Linked DNA regions of Mus musculus: regions 1 and 3 are each linked to region 2. A link is a contact called in public Hi-C and HiChIP or PLAC-seq data. All regions are on one chromosome and are shown on one strand. Each heading gives the region's core, a stretch centred on a gene start, on an enhancer-like site or on the middle of the called end of the contact. The rest is flanking DNA. Distances are from core to core; before and after follow the strand shown. Region 1 overlaps Cd200r1 (CD200 receptor 1). Region 2 has its middle 68 kb from the start of Ccdc80. Region 3 overlaps Cd200r4 (CD200 receptor 4).

The links. Hi-C and Micro-C count contacts between places; a contact is called where the count stands out from the background. HiChIP or PLAC-seq counts read pairs in DNA pulled down with a chosen protein or histone mark.
Region 1: a contact with region 2 is called in an H3K27ac HiChIP or PLAC-seq map of the HPC-7 cell line, with 10 times the contacts expected there. The contact joins two enhancer-like sites. A contact is called at or near these places in 36 of 484 Hi-C or Micro-C datasets (B cells, the C3H10T1/2 cell line, CD4 T cells and 26 more), 10 of 115 datasets of contacts at active chromatin or transcription factors (CD8 T cells, the HPC-7 cell line, the NIH/3T3 cell line and 6 more) and 1 of 9 other capture datasets (bone marrow-derived macrophages).
Region 3: a contact with region 2 is called in a Hi-C map of bone marrow-derived macrophages, with 2.6 times the contacts expected there. The contact joins two enhancer-like sites. A contact is called at or near these places in 6 of 39 promoter capture datasets (the C10 cell line, the HPC-7 cell line, cranial neural crest and 3 more), 1 of 15 datasets of contacts at CTCF or cohesin (the G1E-ER4 cell line), 7 of 484 Hi-C or Micro-C datasets (the G1E-ER4 cell line, bone marrow-derived macrophages, nephron progenitors and 1 more), 1 of 115 datasets of contacts at active chromatin or transcription factors (CD8 T cells) and 1 of 9 other capture datasets (macrophages).

What each region holds. Positions count from the first base shown.
Region 1 is chr16:44,779,525-44,782,224 of GRCm38.p6, forward strand. The region is part of intron 1 of Cd200r1 (CD200 receptor 1); the gene reads left to right. Among named protein-coding and RNA genes, the nearest start is that of Cd200r1, 15 kb to the left of the region's middle. Within about 2 kb of position 1,422, at least 10 of the 459 cell types and tissues checked have an H3K27ac peak or open chromatin away from gene starts, as enhancers often do. A contact at or near this core is called in the G1E-ER4 cell line, the HPC-7 cell line, acute myeloid leukemia and 1 more, where this site is marked.
Region 2 is chr16:45,024,217-45,026,916 of GRCm38.p6, forward strand. It overlaps a transcript of Cd200r3 not described here. Among named protein-coding and RNA genes, the nearest start is that of Ccdc80, 68 kb to the right of the region's middle. Within about 2 kb of position 1,300, at least 83 of the 459 cell types and tissues checked have an H3K27ac peak or open chromatin away from gene starts, as enhancers often do. A contact at or near this core is called in the G1E-ER4 cell line, the HPC-7 cell line, acute myeloid leukemia and 2 more, where this site is marked.
Region 3 is chr16:44,832,134-44,834,833 of GRCm38.p6, forward strand. Cd200r4 (CD200 receptor 4) reads left to right here. Exons shown (of 6, transcript NM_207244.2): 2 at 1-4; 3 at 725-1,039; 4 at 1,151-1,399. Among named protein-coding and RNA genes, the nearest start is that of Cd200r4, 13 kb to the left of the region's middle. Within about 2 kb of position 1,273, at least 8 of the 459 cell types and tissues checked have an H3K27ac peak or open chromatin away from gene starts, as enhancers often do. A contact at or near this core is called in the G1E-ER4 cell line and bone marrow-derived macrophages, where this site is marked.

The DNA of each region.
Region 1 (2,700 bases), core at 172-2,671, 240 kb before region 2:
GTATATATCCATGTTCCATTTTGGTTTAATAGCCCTCTGCTCCTCACTTATCTGTCTTCACCAGTCTTACACTTCCACTTTATTCTGTGGAAATAGAGAAACTTTATTTCCCACCCCTTCCCTTAACGCCCCGCCCCGCCCCACCCCGCCCTGCCCCCACCCTCAGTCTGATTGGCTCCTTTGTAGTTTCCTGGCCTTTACCCATTTTTACCTATCTGGTTACACATTTGATAGAGGCCAGGCACCACGTAAGAGAGAGGTCAGATGACATTTGTTTTTCTGAGCCTGGATAACCTTCTGATTATGTTTTCTACTTCCATCCATTTTCCTTTGATTTCCATTTTTTTCCATACAGTCAAACACAGTCTTACGTGTGTATACACTACATTTCAAATAGCTATCCATCCAGGCTGCTTCCAGTTCCTTGCTATGGTAAAGAGAACAGCAGCAAGCATCACGTTCGAGTCCTTTGGGGTCTATGCTCAGGAGTGATGTAGCTGGCTCAGACGGTAGATCCATTTTCAGCTCTCAAGAAGCGTTCACATTTTATTTACACAGTTGCTGCCTTATTTTTTATTTATCAAGAATGAGTAATGTCATCTCTTTCCTTATATCTTTGAAACATTTGTTGTCATTTGTTTTCTTGATGATGGTCGTTCTGACTGGGCTGAGGTGGAGTTTCCTGGAACTGTGGAGGCCAAGCCGGGTGGACCTCTGTGAGTTTCGAGGCCAGACTGTTCTACATAGTGAGTTCCAGGAGAGCCAGGGTTACACAGACAAAAATTTTCCTCAGAAACAACATGAAAGAGAAGAAAAATAGTTTAAAAATCATTTGCTTATGTGTTCTTGTATGCTCCACGCTCTGTGGTGGCCCGAAGAGAACACTGGATCCCCGGAGCTGATGTAGGGGCTGGGGACTGAACCTAAGTTGTCTGGAAGAGTAAGAAGGACTCTTAACCAACGAGCTATATCTTCAGCTCCTAATTTTTTTAAACTATATTTATTCCTGTGTGCATATATGAGCGTGTGTTTGTATGTGTGTCCATCACATGTGCAGGTAGAGGTCAGAGGTCAACTCATGTCGAGTTAGTTCTCTTCTTCCTCAATCTACGTCCCAGGATTGGACTCAAATCTATCTAGCTATTTAGCTACACCACTCTTGGGTCTAGTCCAGCAGGAGTCTAAGTCAGTATATCACACAGATGCTTGCATGCCCATGTTCATTGCTACACTACCCACCACAGCATGGAAGAACAGATACAGAGAAGCAGGTATATGGATGGAATTATGTCACGTGCCACAGAGCACATGGAGCTTGGTATCATGTTAAGTGAAGCATGTTGGGCTGGAGAGATGGCTCAGCGGTTAAGAGCACTGACTGCTCTTCCGAAGGTCCTGAGTTTAAATCCCAGCTACCACACCATCTTTAATGAGATCTGACGCCCTCTTGTGGTGCATCTGAAGACAGCTACAGTGTACTTAGATATAATAATGAATAAATCTTAAAAAAAAAAAGAAGAAGAAAAGAACCATGTTAGACTTTGGAAGATAAACATCTCAGGCTTCTTTCTCATGCAGAATCTAGATTTATATGTATATGCATAGATGTGTGGAAAGAAAGTACCAAAGGGAAAGATCCGGAGGTGGGAAGTCAAACCGAGGTATTCAGGGAAAATAAAGACAAAATCACAAGTTCATTCTTAAATATAGTCTCTATATTTAAACATGTATGTGAATGTGACATATATGTACATGTGTGGGAAGGAGAGTGGAAGAGAGACTATTTGGAGAGGTCCAGCAACATGTGGAAAGTAGGAATGGGCCAAGGCAGTGGAGGGGACCAGGGAAAGGTCTAATATGTACGAGAATGCTATAATGAAACCTATTTTTTATGCTGACTCAAATTTTAATTAAAGACAACGGTCTTCTGTGTATTGTTTCTCATCTGTCTTGTCTCATTTAGCAGAGTCATTTTGAAGATCATCAATGTTGGCTGTTTTTCTTATTGGTTTCAAATAACATTCTACTGTATAGAGAGTTTATACATTTATTTATTTTAAAATGTTGAGTATTTTTTACTTATTTTGAGGACTTATAGGGTCTAGGAATTACTTTTGACTATATATAGTGTGTTTTATCATATTTGACCCATCCCTGACTTCTCCAGGATGTCCTCCATTCATGTTCTCTTAAAAACCAAAAGCAAGACCAAAAATCATTGAGTCTAATTAGTCCTGCCTGTATGCACATGGGAGTAGGGCCATCTAGCAGAGTGTGGCCAACCTACCCAGGCACTGCACCCCTAAAGGGAGCTCACTGTCTCTCCCCTAGTAGCCGTCCACTGTTAGCCTCAGCTAGGTGTGGGGACTTCCATGTTCCTCCCCCTCCACACTGGGGTTTATTCTTATTTTCTTAGTATGTCATATAGTTTTTCTCATTTTATTGATTTCTGATCAAAGATTATTGTTACTTTTTATTTTGTTTCAGGTCCTTTGGGTGAATTTTAAGATGGAAAACAAAATAACCCCTAGTATTTAATGTTTTTAATTTTCTTGTAAGTACTGTGTTAGTTGCTCATCACACATGTTCTTGTATTTCTGCTTTCATCCTGTTAAAACAGCCTCTAACTTCATTAGGGATTTTTTCTTTAACCAGAGTCATGCATTATGATGGGTAATGTTTTCCTAAATATGTGATGTT
Region 2 (2,700 bases), core at 50-2,549:
ATATTAGCCTAGAAACTTAGGATACCCAAGATATAAGATACAATTTGCTAAACACACGAAACTCAAGAACAAAGAACAAAGTGTGGACACTTTGCCCCTTCTTAGAATTGGGAACAAAACACCCATGGAAGGAGTTACAGAGACAAAGTTTGGAGCTGTGATGAAAGGATGGACCATCTAGAGACTGCCATATCCGGAGATCCATCCCATAATCAGCTTCCAAACGCTGACACCATTGCATACACTAGCAAGATTTTGCTGAAAGGACCCAGATAGAGCTGTCTCTTGTGAGACTATGCTGGGGCCTAGCAAACACAGAAGTGGATGCCCACAGTCAGCTATTGCATGGAGCACAAGGCCCCCAATGGAGGAGCTAGAGAAAGTATCCAAGGAGCTAAAGGGATCTGCAACCCTATAGGTGGAACAACAATATGAACTAACCAGTACCCCGGAGCTCGTGTCTCTAACTGCATATAAATCAGAAAATGGCCTAGTCGGCCATCAGTGGAAAGAGAGGCCCTTTGGTTGTGCAAATTTTATATGCCTCAGTACAGGGGAACGACAGGGCCAAGAAGTGAGAGTGGGTGGGTGGGGGAGTGGGTGGGGGAGCGTGTGGGGGACTTTTGGGATAGCATTGGAAATGTAAATGAAATAAATACCCAAATAAATAAATAAATAAATGAAAGAAAGAAAGTGGACTGCTCAAGTCTAAAACCAAGGAGCCAGAATCCTCAGTGCTGACCATGGAAGCTGTTTCAAGATTCATTTGACAGCAAAATACTTTATATTTCACAATGAAATTTAATTTATTTGTGTGTATTTGTGTCTGTGTGTGCTCATGTGAGTAGGTGTGTGTATGTGTATGAGCACTGGCATGTAGAGGTAGAAGAGATTATTAGATTCCCTCAGGGATTGAGTCACGCACCTTTGCAGAAAGCCAAGCTGTTTATGTGGGTGCTAGAATCCCATTCTGTCATCATGATTGGAGAGCAAGCATTTGTAAATGCTGAGCCAACTCTCCATCTCCCCAAATACCTTATTTTTTTATGATAGACATATTCATACTTTAGAGTAACAAGACATAGCCCAGTTTTCCATCAAGACTGTAGTATATTATAATAATCTAAAAGCATTATAATGTATAGTAATGTAGGCATGTCAGGGTACACACTTCCTACTAGGAGCGGTGTAAAGTACATGACCTGTCAGTTTCTCTAAAATACTAAACTTCTGAACTCTGACTTGTGGTGCCTGGCCCCAATCAGATAAGGGCCTGGGTGCCTGTGTTTCATGTCGCTTCCTGCCACATGGGCCTCAGTGACGATGCAACGATTCCTGTGCTGTATACATTGAACAAGTGTCCTTTTATCTCCGTGGTTTGGTTTGTGTTGTAATAAGATGGTCATATTACACATAAAAAGCAGCGTGTACCTCACTTGATAGCAACAGACAATGGATGGCCCCTTAAAGGTCATTTAACCACTAGCTTCTGGGCCCTTAGCTACAAGGAAGCTGTGGTATCAGACACTGAAAATTAGTTTTTGAGGTTCTTCATTTTATACTCACACTTGGACAGTTTAAAGCCTACCTGCAACCCAACTGGATTCACATACTTTAACCACAAATAATTAAGGACATTTTGAGGTTGTAAAGTTAATTGAAAAGAATTAAGACAATAAATATCTTTCCTGATATGAGCTCGGTATTGTATGAAGATTTCGGTCATGGATCTGTCAACAGTTCACAAGGATCCTAGAGCCTAGAATAAGACTTTCTAAAGAATATTTACACCCAAAACAGACACCAAAGGGGGATTGGTAAATAAAATATCTCTTCAGTTTATTTTAAAATGAAACCTTCCTTTCAGGGGATATTTCTACTAACACTCACAAAATTATTGTTTGCTGGAATGTACCACAAAGAAAGCTTACAGCTCCTGGTGATTGACAGGTAGTTTTTGGTTGCTGGGTGATTTCAAGGATGTTAAAATCAACTTTTAAAGGTAAAACCGACACACCCTGGGATTCTGACACTTGGGAGACATGGGAGGATTTCTGAACATTTGTGGGTAATCTAGTCTACATAACAAATTCAAGGCTAGGCAAGGACAAGTGGTGAGATTGAGTCTCAATATATAATGAACACAAAGATTCAAATAATGAATTACATAAAAATTAAGGAAAGAGTAAGATGTTAAGATCAATTTAAAGAGAATCTGAAAAACAAACATAGGCATAGGCAATCATCAATACAAAACTGAACTTGTTCATTGATGTAGAACTATTTAATAGCTATCAGGCAATGAACTGTAATAGAACCGTCTTTCAACAATAAAAGTTCTGCTGAAAAGAAACAATTTAATTCACCGGCTGCCAAACAAGAGTGGTTGTGAAACGTTGGACTCAACTTCACCTCTCAGAGGATAGGACTTACAGATTTGTTGTTAGTTATGTTGTGTTTGTCTTAATTCTTTGAGAATTCATGCATTCATATGATGTGTTTTGTCCATATGCACCCTCTCTCCAACTTCACCTCCTCCTAGGTTCATGCTTCAACCTCCTAACTTCACATCTCCTTATTTTAATAACCCACTGAGTTCAACTTATGCTAATGACTGTGAAGACATCCACTGGACTGTGGTCAACCCATCAGGAGCCACATCTTTAAAGAAAGCTACTTATAAGGTGAGAAAAATAAGAG
Region 3 (2,700 bases), core at 23-2,522, 190 kb before region 2:
CAAGGTAACATTCTTGCTTATTATGTGGGAATGGAGAGTTGACCTTGCTTAGAAACAGTAACTAATGCCTTGGCTACTGGACAGATTTAGGAGGAGTAGCAGAGTCTGGTGATGTAGTGTTATGGTGTGAGGGACCCTGAACCCTTGCCTCTAAACTTTTACCACCTCAGAGTGAGTGATGAAAAGACTGTGGTAGGTCTGTGTTAAGAATTTCTTTCTTGGATTAGTTGAGCTTTATTTGGATTTGACTTGTGAGGACTTGAGTTCCCCAAAGAGACAAGTGATATTGAAATCAGGAAGTAGAGATGTTAATGCAGTGTTTATCATAAGCATGGTTTATTCCCATCAAGTTCTGCTCCTGTTAAAGTGATGACATGGCTGACTTTAGTCACAAGTGATTGTGACAGATAAGTTTGTCGAGTTATCACCACTTAGCACACTTGTATCCATCAGGGATGATTTATGTCAGTGTCCAAGCAATGTGAGGATTTATGGTGCAAGATGTGCGTAGCCCACATGCTCGAACCTTTACTTTAGAAGATGAATAACATATTTAATTCTGATAGTTTGAACATACAGAAATAAAGAAATGTGAGACAAATCTACTATTGCTGTAATACTTCCATTAGTCAAGCATTGTTCTAGTGTAACTTCATATAAGTTACTGTGGATAGACCTAACTCACAAGGTTTCTTTTTCTCGTCCTTTCTCTCTGTGTATCCAGTTAACACTACAATGTCTGTACAGATGGATAAAAAGGCTCTGCTCTGCTGCTTTTCTAGTCCACTGATAAATGCAGTATTAATCACATGGATAATAAAACACAGACACCTGCCTTCCTGCACAATAGCATACAACCTAGATAAAAAGACCAATGAAACCAGCTGCTTGGGCAGGAACATCACCTGGGCCTCCACACCTGACCACAGTCCTGAACTTCAGATCAGTGCAGTGGCCCTCCAGCATGAGGGGACTTACACATGTGAGATAGTAACACCTGAAGGGAATTTAGAAAAAGTCTATGACCTCCAAGTGCTGGGTAAGTGACAATGTCACATATTGTGCTATTTCACATTACCAATTTTAGTTAGAAAAAATGTCCTTGTGATTGTGACAAGACTGAAGCTCTATTTCCTTCCCATCTCTCCAGTGCCCCCTGAGGTAACCTACTTTCCAGGGAAAAACAGAACTGCAGTCTGTGAGGCAATGGCAGGCAAGCCTGCTGCACAGATCTCTTGGACTCCAGATGGGGACTGTGTCACTAAGAGTGAGTCACACAGCAATGGCACTGTGACTGTCAGGAGCACGTGCCACTGGGAGCAGAACAATGTGTCTGTTGTGTCCTGCTTAGTCTCTCATTCGACTGGTAATCAGTCTCTGTCCATAGAACTGAGTCAAGGTGAGTACTTTTGTAAAAAGAAGGAATAATTGATATTTACCTTATTCTTCCATGAAAGATAAAGGTTTTACCTTCATTCTTTGTGTGACAAATAGAGTAGACAAATCTGTTTAGGGGAAGAAGGAGTAAATTCAGGACAAAGAATGAAGCAGAAAACATGAAGCTGTTTTCTAGCTCAGCAGACTCCTGCTAACCTGTGTCACCTGGACAGCGGTGGTGCTGCCCATACTGTGTTGGCCTCTAAGGTGGCTCTAAGCTCTGTGAAGTTGAGAGTTAACTAGGAAAAGAAACCCACTTCAGCACTTATAACAAGTTTTTGTTATCACTTGCACTTCTTATCAACTAGCTATAAATTTTGGATGTTTCCATAATTCACTTATCAGGTTCAATGATTTTCTAAAATGGTTCATAAAACTGAAGAAGACACCTTGTTTACTATGCTGGTTTAATATAAAGACTCCAACACAGAGATAGATAAATTGAAGAGATTCTTAGGACCCTTTATGGAGGAAGGAGTATAGAGCGTCATACCATCTGAAAGATTTTTGTGCTCCCAGTTCCTTCATGTTATCTACATACAGAAGCTCCTCAAACTGTACCATTTAGGATTTATATTAAGATTTTGTTATGTAGTTTTGAGGGCAAATCCTTGATCATTGGTGATTAACTCAATCTCCAGCCATTCTTTCTTCACACAAGATTAAGTGGGAATGATTGTGTTAGTATAGAGTCCCAAGTACTAACTCTCTAATTACAATTTAGCCTTTCTGGGACTACCCCCACCATGAAGATCTCTAAGAGCTCCTAGACACCAGTCATTGGCATGCTAAAGATTTTTTATTTTGTTGGCAATTCTTTTAGGAGCTATGTTTCAGTAGATGGAAAACAAAGGCCATATATAATTTTCTTTTTAAAATTTTTTTTTGTATTTTTTGATATATTGTCTCTATACATAGATAGTCTTGGCTGTCTTACAACTTGGAAATAGGTTCTGATGATCATAGATCTGATATCCATATTTCCCTTTTAATGTTCCAAAGAGGATTCAGGTTAATTCATTCTCAGATGTCTTTTTAAGTTGCTCCTTTCCCCCAAAAAGTCCTCTTCTACTAACCTGTTTCATCTAGTAGGCCACCATGCAATATCCTAAACCCACTTCTCCCCGACTCGCAGCAAGTGTTGTGTAACCATTCTGATTCTTCAGATGTTTTAGAGCATTTCATCCTCACTTAGCACCATTTGATGGCTTGTAAATCATTTAAAACCACACTGACAACAAAATGTCACTGGACAGGGCATCA